Regions from separate parts of the Mus musculus genome. Here region 2 is linked to region 1. The links are chromatin contacts, called in public HiChIP or PLAC-seq maps. All regions are on one chromosome and are shown on one strand. Each heading gives the region's core, a stretch centred on a gene start, on an enhancer-like site or on the middle of the called end of the contact. The rest is flanking DNA. Distances are from core to core; before and after follow the strand shown.

Region 1 (4,606 bases), core at 1,856-4,355:
GATGAGGCCCAGCCCCTCAACTGAGCCAGGCCAGGGTGGGCCAGAACCAAAAGCTCTTCTGATCCTTACTCAAATGACAGGCATTTCAGAGCACATGAGGCAGAGTGTGACAGAGCCCACCTTGGAACCCTCTCAGGTGGTATAGATCATGCAAGAAATCAAAAGCAGCAGGCGAAAGCTGACAGAATTTACTCGTAAATGATAATGCTTCCAAAGGCCCACTGGAGGCCCGAGTCCTACAGGGGATTCACAAAACCCAGAGAAGGCCTTGTTGTGCGGTTTCTAAGTTCATCTTAGTCTGGCAGAGGCTCAGGCTCAAAGGGCAGACAGTGCAGTGCCCTGAAGAAGGACGCCGTGTCCTCCAAGACCTCTGCGCTTCCTTGGAGGGGGAGAAGGCACAGCAACAAGTATCAGTGCTGGGAGGGAGCGGCTTTGCAGATGCCGGCTCAAGCCTGTTTCTAAGATTACATTGGTACTTACCGCTCAAGTGGAGCAGACTCCCTGCAGGAGCAGCCGGCCCCAGGGAATCCTCACAGACACCCAGGAGAGCACTGAGCCCCACCTCACGACGAGGGGTGCACAATTAGTTAGATGGTTAAAGGGAAAATTAGCTAGAAGCCGGAAGGTAAACTGCATGAGCAGATTTCAATCACAAAAAGTAGAATCGAAGCATGGACATTACTCACTAGGTTGTCAGTTTCCGGATCTTCACAGAAGAAGGGTTTCCCATCCTTTTCTTGCTTCCTGACAAAGTTCTCAATGTCCACATCGAAGCTGGCAGACGTCGTGCCTTCTGAGCCCTGTGTGGACTGCTCACACTTCTCAAACAACAAAGCTAGCAACGGAAATAGTGGATGCCTGTGGGGAAACACAGCGAGGGTGTGCCACATCTCTCCAGAACACTCTGGGATGTGTGCACCAATGGGCCTCTCCCCACTCTGACACGGGGGTCCTTTATTCAGTCAGGTTGGCTTCTAATTCAAGGCTCTCCTGCCTCAGCCTCAAGTCCCTGGAGTTACAGATATGCATTGTCTGGCCTGTATGAATGGTTTTTGCCCGTTACTTATTTCTATATATTCTTTTAAATTTTTATTCCGTGTGTGTGTGTGTGTGTGTGTGTGTGTGTGTGTGTGTGTATACACTATGTACATGCCTGGTACCCATGGAGGCCAGGAGAGAGTAGCAGATCTCTCGGGTCCTCTGGAAGAACAGCCCATCTCCACCCTACTGAGCCATCTCTCTTAACCCATCCGTTACTTGTTGTTACTTGTTTTTTAATTTGTTTATGGTATGGCTACTCTGAGTGGAAACGAAATATTTTTAATTGGGTTAGTTCTACACTATATGAAAATATTTTTTCAAAACTCCTAATCTTTTTTTTTTTGGTTGTTTTTGTTTTTCAAGACAGTGTTTTTCTATGTATCCCTGGCTGTCCTGGAACTCACTCTGTAGACCAGGCTGTAGACTCAGAAATCCGCCTGCCTCTGCCTCCCAAGTACTGCCACCACGCCCAGCCTAAAACTCCTAATCTTTTCATTAATTTTTTTCTTGTTATTTGTTCTATGTTCTATTTGTCTCATTACATAGTCCAGGCTGGCCTTGATTCTTACTCCTGTAGTCCCAGCCTTCCAAGGCCTGGGATTAGAGCACAGACTATACCGTGCCTGGATTCCAATCTTTATTGTGAACTACCCAACAATAAAATGGGTCGTTTTGGTGCTTACATCCTTCCATGTGTGTCTAGCCATCCCTACAAACAGGACACAGAGCAGCTCCAGGACTCCCAGTCCTTCCTGCTGTCCCTTTGAGCACCACGCTGGAAGCCCTGGTCCCAGCAGGGGTTACCATCATCAAGTTTTCTCTTGGTGTAATGGAAAAGCAATTATGCAAAATGCAAGCCTTTGGAGAAGGGCTTCCGATAGCTGGGGCTCATGTGAACACGTGTGTGCAGCCACATGCCTTCCTTTCAGTGGGCCCAGGCTGTTTCTAGTGTGAAGATCAAGAGTGAAGCTTCTAACACACTGTGCTGTGTACAGCTAGCTATACATCTACATACCTGTGCTCACAGTGTCACAGTGCACTACTGTCAAAGGGAGGAAGCACGGCCAGGTGCGTGGCACACTTGGGAGGCAGAGGCAGGAGGATCGTTGTGAGTTCAAGGCCAGCTTTATCTATGTAGTGAGTTCCAGAACAGGCCAGGCCTACAGAGAGATCCTAACTCAAAAAGTATGAGGCAACCTAAACCCAAGTGCTCAAGTATCTGCTGATAGACAAATGTAGTATATAAACAGTGGAATAGTGGTTCAGCCTCAAAGAGGAAGAAAGTCCCAGCAGACTCTATATTACAGTCCTGTTTAAAACATTTGATGTGAAGGGAGCCAGTCAAGAAAAGATACTACATAACTGAAGTGAGTGCTCTCTCAGGAGATACCTGAGGAGTTGAGGTCAAGAGAACAAAACGACAGTTTCTACAACTGCGCAGCTATGTGAAGGTCAGAGGACAAAACTGTGGCGTTCTCCTCACTCTCTGTGGGTTCGGAGTCAAGCTCAGGTCATCTCATTTGCATGGTAAGTGCTTGCCTTGCTGAGCCAGCTCTACCCCACTTTCCCTCTTAGAGTCTTATTATGTAGTCCAGACTGGTCTGGAACTGCCTCTCCCCAGTGCTGAGATTCTAAATGTGCACCACCATGATTTGCCTGAAGATTTCCTGAAAGGTTACCCAAATTCAGGTTTATATTATTATTCTTTTATTATTAGAAGTACCATCTCAACCTGGAAAGTGTCAGTCTAGATCCCAGCTCTGACTTCCACTTCACACGTGTGCATCCTCTCTAGTCCTCTGAAAACCACACAGTCCACACCCAGGCACTACCTATAAATGGCCTGCTTGTCGGCATCCATTGGGGTCTGAGACTCGATGGGAGGAGGACTCACTCCTTCTGCATCTGGGTCAGAGCAGTTGGGATCTTGCTCTGTTTTTAACTCCGTGACCACCTGCATCTGTAAAAGACGAAGTTCTGTTACAGAATACATAAACAGTGCTGCTAACACTGAACTGGACGATTACAGAACTGCCAATAACAACACACCACCAAGAGCAGCAACCCTTGGACTCTTTCTCGAATGTCTAAGAGCAGACAGCACAAAGGGCACGTGTATTAGGAAGTGAGAGGACTTGGAAGCTGTCAGTGTGCATGGCTGACAGGCACTACACAGTAGAAGCTGACTCTTCTAGCCACACAGCTCCCAGTGAGTGACTTGGCGAGAGGGTGAACAGCAGGTCTGTTCTTCTTATATTCATATACAAAACACTCAGGTTCAAGTTCTCCCACACGGAACCCTGTGCCATTATGCAAATGTGAACATGGGCTGGGGATATAGGTCATGTGCAACTTCCTTCCTAGCTCTGACCCCCAGCATACACTCACGTACACACACACACACACACACACACACACACACACACACACACACATGCGCGGTGTGATAGGTGGTTGTGAACCATAGTGTGAGGTTCTAGGAAGCAAACTTCAGCCCTCTGTAAGAACAGTATGAGCTCCTAACCAGTGAGCCATCTCTTCTACCCCAACATACAATTTTAAACAAAGGGCACTTTATCTAGAAAGTAAAGGCCAGCTGTGTTTACTAGGTTGTAACATTTTCACTGTGGTAAATAAGCTATGTACCTGCCTCTTAGATAAAATGTATTTAAGTCCTTAATGAAATATTGGTTACCCCTCCCCCCGAAACTTACTGACATAAGAGTCAAACTGTCCTTAGAGGCCACCCTGTCTCCACACATCCTGAAGGAGCACCAGCCAGGAGCCCCACCCCCAATGCTGTCCCCCAGAATGCTCTCCAGCAGTCCAGAAGGACATCCATCCTGTTGCCTTTAGAGATGGCACAACATACTTGGAGAATTCTCTCTTTTTTTTTTTTTACTTTCAAAAAACAAGGCAACCTGGGGGCTAGAGAGCGAAGAACACTCGCTGGCTATTCTTCCACAGAACCTGCTTTTGGTTCCTAAGCACCCCCAGGGCTCCCAAGCACCTGTTAACTACAGTTCTAGGGGACCCAACACCCACTTCTGGCCTCTGAGGGTTCCTCCACAGGTATGGAACATATCAACTCACACAGGCTCACACACATACATATTCTTAAAATAATAATGAAGCAACTAGCCAGACAAGGTGGCTCACACTTTTAATCCCAGCACTCAAGGGCAGAGGCAGGTGGATTACTGTGAGTTTAAGGCCAGCCTGGTCTACACAGTGAACACCAGGCAAGCCAGGGCTATTCAGTGAGATATGACCTCAGAAAATTAAATAAACAAATATGCAATGAAAGCCTAAACAAACACAATCCTTTTAAAGATGGCCTGATGGTGTGTATAAAAAAAAAATCACAGGGGCTGGAGAGCTGGCTCAGAAGCTAAAAAAAATACTGACTGATCTTCCAAAGGACTAGCGTTCAATTCCCAGCACCCACATGGCAGTTCACAACTGCCTGTAACTCTAAGATCTGACATTCTCACGCAGACATACATGCAGACAAAACACCAATGCACATAAAATAAATACAACACTTAAAAAAAAAAAAAAAAAA
Region 2 (4,906 bases), core at 561-3,060, 90 kb before region 1:
TGGGGGAGGGAGGTGTGGAGCACAGGACCCACACAGATGGGGATGCTGCCCAAACTCACCTGCCTCTCGTTGTGTTTGCCGTGAATCTCCACAAAATCCTCCAGTACCTTCACGGTGAGGTCCTCAGGAGAGAAGTGCTTCACGTCCAAGAAGATGACAAACTTGTCCCGGTCAGATCGGACCTGAAACCCAAACCCACGTTTGGAGCTCCCCAAAGGACCACCAGCTCCAGAGACAAAGGATGGGGGAACAGCTGTATGGTCCCTGATGGGCTGGATCACATAGGACAAGGAAGAGCTCAGCCATCAGAACCAACCGTCACTCCTCTGCTTCCTCAAGCCAAGAAAGCTGGTGTGTCCTGGGGCTGGGACTGTCACCTGGCCCCACAGGTAAGATCCACATTGACCTCCAGACCCAAGGACTGGGCAGTGCCGATTCATTGCTGGGTATACTGGGTCAGACAACTGATTATAGATTAAGCTAACTGGTTATAGATTAGAGGGTTGGGTAGAGTAGAATGGTTGAATGGTCAGTGAGTGCCTTGGCTGATTAGAGTCCAGGTTATGGCTTATGACTTAGCATAAGCTGCCTGGTCGTCAGCAAAATGCTAGTTACAGGTTGGCCGGTTGCTTGATTATGGTCTAGTGACCGGTTATGGTTTGGATGGCTCTTAACAGATTAAGCAGCTGGTTGATTAAAGGTAGCTGGTTGGTTATGGTTGATTATGGGTGGCGGGTTCATTAAGGATCATTTGCCTGGCTAATTGGGAACTGGCTAGCTGGTGGGACTAAAGTCTGTGGTGTATCCATAGCTCCAGGAGCCTACCTCACCTGTCCATATTACCAACAGTTCCACAGTACTACTAGCTGCTAACACAAAGCCTTTCCCACCCCTCTCTTCCTGCCCTGGCTAGAGCCTGCATTTGGGCAATTTGCTTCCTAGAGTTGCAGCTGGATCCGCTCTGGGAGCCTTCTTTTGAAGCAAAGGGAGGCAGCTCTTCTAGAACTGTGGCTCACTTGGGTAGGGAGGGATGTGGCCTTTCTTCAGTCATCAGGGAAGCTAGAAAGGAGCCCCATCTGCAGCTTTGCCAGCTACAGAAGGTTCTGCCCTGCTGTAAGAAAGCCCGTCCTCTCTGGGCTTCAGGACATCCCAACCCCCACACCAAGAACAGAAAGTCCAGGGAGTGGCCGGTCAAGCACGCTTGCCTTCGCCATGTAACTTGCCTTGACGGGGTTGTTCTTGGGGTTTCCAGCATGTGGTTGGTGCATTACAAACCACATATGGGTCATGAGCTGATGGGAGGAAAAGACAGCAGTCGGGCTCGGGCTGGTTGGTCTCCTCCTCCGACCCCAATCCCGGTGATGTGGGTGGCTTCAGCATAGGCATGTGGGTGCACACCCAACCTCTGCCGGGTACGAGGCTGGGAGAGGCTGGGACATTGCTTGAGGAGAGCACAGGGTCATAGTGCCCCTCGAGGATCCCTAGCTGTCCTCTAGACAAGACCAAGACCCCTCTGAGCAGCTAGGAGGAACCAGTGTGGTTGCATCTTACCTCAGAGATGCCCGAGTCCAGCACAGTGCGGAAGAGGGACTGGCGGTAGTAGGGGCTGATGGTGGAAGACAGGAAGGGCAGCAGGTCGTACTCAAAAAGGCCCTCGCCGAAGAACTGGTCGAACAGTCGGCTGGGGTAGAAGGGCCCCAGGGCACGCTTGAACCAAGGATGCTGAATGGTGACGTCCATCTTCTATTTGGTGATGCAGGGACCGAAGGCTGGCAGTGAGTCAGACAGGAGCCTCTGGGCAGTGCGGTGGTGAGCTAGCGTTCCAGCCCTCCCTATATATGCCTGCACAGAATGGAGGAATTAAGGGATTTCCCAAAATGTCTATGCTCAGCTCGGGGGAGAGGCTGCACCGTCAGCAGCTGGAATGCTCACCCGCCTGCCCAGCCCCAGCAACACACGCTGAGCAGCAGAGGCTCTCAGACCAGATGTCTCCAAGAAGGTCTGTGGAGAGCCTTATCCTTTGAGCCAAGGGACATCACTGTTTCTTCCCACATTGTACTGAGGCACCCTCCTGGCCTCCTTTGGAGGAAGAATTCAGAGCCCTGTTTCACAGGTGGGGAGAGGTAGGCACAGATTAGCAGGCCATCTGCAGAGCTCCGAAACCTCCAGAGATCTTGAAACCGCCAACGAAAGCGTTGTGTTCAAAGCAGAACATCCTTTGGTTTTGTTTGTTTGTTGTTTGTTTGTTTCTGTTTTCCTCACTCAGAACAAACATTACACAGCTCACAGCGTTTCAAGGCAGACAGAAGACAATGAAGAAACCGGCCAAATCCTGCTCCAGTCCCTGCCGGTCGCAGGGGATCTGTGTGCTGGATGTGGTTCTGGTCTTTCCTCTGTGCGGGTCACCCTGCGCTCACCTCCCTCTGGCCACCATCCTCAGCAAAGCCTCAGGTCTTCCCGACATGACTTCACCACGGGTGTTATTAAACCAGCTGCTTCTGCCCAGTCCTGTGAATGGTTATAGGCGAGTCTGGAGAGGACTCTGCTCCTCAGCCGGGACTCTCATCCGGGTATCACCAGGTAAAAGACATCCCTGAACTCCAGCTGTGTGTGGCATTGGCAGACGTGATGAAATTGTCTGAGGACCTCAAAGACCTTTGACTTGAAAACTTGTCATCCCAGAGGAGAGGTTTCCTGGCGTTCCAGAAACTACCGCCAGCTAAGATGCACATGACAAACGCTTCAGGAAGCAATGAGCACCCCACGGTGTGCCCCCGCCCTAGTACTTGTTAACTACAACTTAGCAGCTCTTCAGACCACACTAGGAGACAGGTCCCAACATCACCCAGTGGGAGTCTCTTCAGCTACCACGGCTAGCAGAGTGATGATCTTTGAGGCAAAACAGCAGCTCAGTTCAACATGACTAAGTAGCTGACGGCGGTTCAAACTTCAGGAGTCTGACCCAGAGTGGCTTATTTTAGACATATTCAAGCACATCACAATTTGGTGACATTTTCTGGAGATAATGAATTCACTCTCGTGCACACGATAAAGCACACATAAATAATCTCTCTGAGGAGCAAAGCAACTTAAATACAGATCAGACATGACCACATCAATAGTCTTTGTAAAGTATGTAGGACAGGACTGGAGAGATGGCTCAGTGGTTAAGAGCACTGACTGCTCTCCCAGAGGTCCTGAGTTCAATTCCCAGCAACCACATGGTGGCTCACATCTGTAATGGTTGTGATGCCTTCTTCTGGTGTGTCTGAGAACAGCAACAGCGTACTCATATACATAAAATATAGTAAATCTTTTTTTAAAGTATGTATAACACCTTCCATAATGATGAGGTCTATAGATTGATTTAGAAAGAAGTTTATGATAAGGGTCTGGGGAAGGGTCTAGTGTGGTTTCCAGCCACACAGATGCCGCAAAGGTCACCAGGCTGGAGTATACATCTGATCCCAGCCTTCTGCTTTCCCTTGAAGGAACCCTGGATGCTAAAACTCCAGGTTCCCTTGGTGCTTATCTGTGAGCACAGGCACCTCTAAGTCTCCTACGTCCCTCCGATGTACAAACCAAGAAAGTGGGGCTTAGGAAGGCTGAACCGTATGACCATATCACTCCACTTGGAAGACGGGAAGGGCATCCAAGGCAGAGGGCCCTGCTGCATTGCACTGGGCTCAACATCTAGGCAATGGCAAGAGGTGAATAGAGAGAGGTACCTTACTATGTAGAGGGCCCTAGTTTGTAAGATGAGAAGGGCTAATCCAATGGAAGAGTACTGGCTATGTCCTCCATAGAGAGGCTAAGTCACACCAGGTCCATGATCATGGCTATGAGGAACTGTTCTAGAACTTGAGAAAAGAAAGGCAGTAGTGTTCATTTACAATCAGGCATTTGGAGTTCAGCAAGATGGATCAGCAGGCAGAGGAGCTTGCAGCACAACCCATTTCTGACGCACGTAAGGGTGGAAGGAAAAAACAGATTCCACAAAGTGAGCTCTAATCTCTGTACAAGGTGGTCATACATATATGCATAAATACTAATACTAATAATAGTAATAATAATAATTATAAAACCAACCAAACAAAATAAACCTATGAACTCTAGCCTTTGAGGCCTGGTAGCTACTCCAGAAGCTGAGATAGAAGGATCTCAAGTTCAGAGTCAACCTTGGCTAGGGTAAACTCAAGGTTACACCAAGCAGCCCGAGCAGCTTAGTGAACAGTCTCAAAAGTAAAGCAAGGGAGGCCTGGGGATGCAGCTCAGTTGGCAGAGCACTTGCCTTGCATGCATAAAGCCCTAGGTTTGATCCCTAGCACCACAGAGGCCAGGGGTGGTAGTGTACTTCTATAACCCTAATCCTGGCACTTAGGAGGTAAAGGTGGGAAGGTTGGGTGTTCAAGGTCCTTCTTGACTACTTAGCAAGTTCAAGTCTAGTCTGAGCTACATGAAACCCTGCATATATATATGTGTGTGTGTGTATGTATATATACATACATATGTGTGTGTATATATATATAGGCTTGGGGGCTGTACCTAGCATGTATAAACCCCTAAGTTCACTTACCAATATCACACACAGACACACACACAAGTTTCATAATTTTTTTAAAGATTTATTTATTATAGGTAAGTACATTCTAGCTGTCTTCAGACACCCCAGAAGAGGGCATCAGATCTCATTATGGATGGTTGTGAGCCACCATGTGGTTGCTGGGGTTTGAACTCAGGACCTTCAGAAGAGCAGTCAGTGCTCTTACCCACTAAGCCATCTCTCCAGCCCATAATTTTTTTATCATAGATTTTTTTAAGTCATCTTGACTCCTTTAATTGCTGCATTAAGGACCGGGTATGGTGGCGCATGCTTTTAAGGCAGATGTAGGCAGATCTCTGAGTT

Evidence for each region. HiChIP or PLAC-seq counts read pairs in DNA pulled down with a chosen protein or histone mark.
Region 2: a contact with region 1 is called in an H3K27ac HiChIP or PLAC-seq map of embryonic stem cells, with 8 read pairs. The contact joins the promoter of Cryaa here to the enhancer-like site in region 1. A contact is called at or near these places in 10 of 39 promoter capture datasets (the 3T3-L1 cell line, the HPC-7 cell line, embryonic stem cells and 3 more), 10 of 484 Hi-C or Micro-C datasets (the AML12 cell line, the HL-1 cell line, embryonic stem cells and 3 more), 3 of 115 datasets of contacts at active chromatin or transcription factors (all in embryonic stem cells) and 3 of 9 other capture datasets (adipose tissue, liver and pancreatic islet).

The regions. Positions count from the first base shown.
Region 1 is chr17:31,586,855-31,591,460 of GRCm38.p6, reverse strand. It overlaps Pknox1 (Pbx/knotted 1 homeobox), which reads right to left. Exons shown (of 11, transcript NM_016670.3): 3 at 2,874-3,001; 4 at 687-858. Among named protein-coding and RNA genes, the nearest start is that of Pknox1, 24 kb to the right of the region's middle. Within about 2 kb of position 3,105, at least 10 of the 459 cell types and tissues checked have an H3K27ac peak or open chromatin away from gene starts, as enhancers often do. A contact at or near this core is called in embryonic stem cells and liver, where this site is marked.
Region 2 is chr17:31,674,835-31,679,740 of GRCm38.p6, reverse strand. Cryaa (crystallin, alpha A) reads right to left here and starts at 1,810. Exons shown (of 3, transcript NM_001278570.1): 1 at 1,552-1,810; 2 at 60-182. The coding sequence starts at 1,740.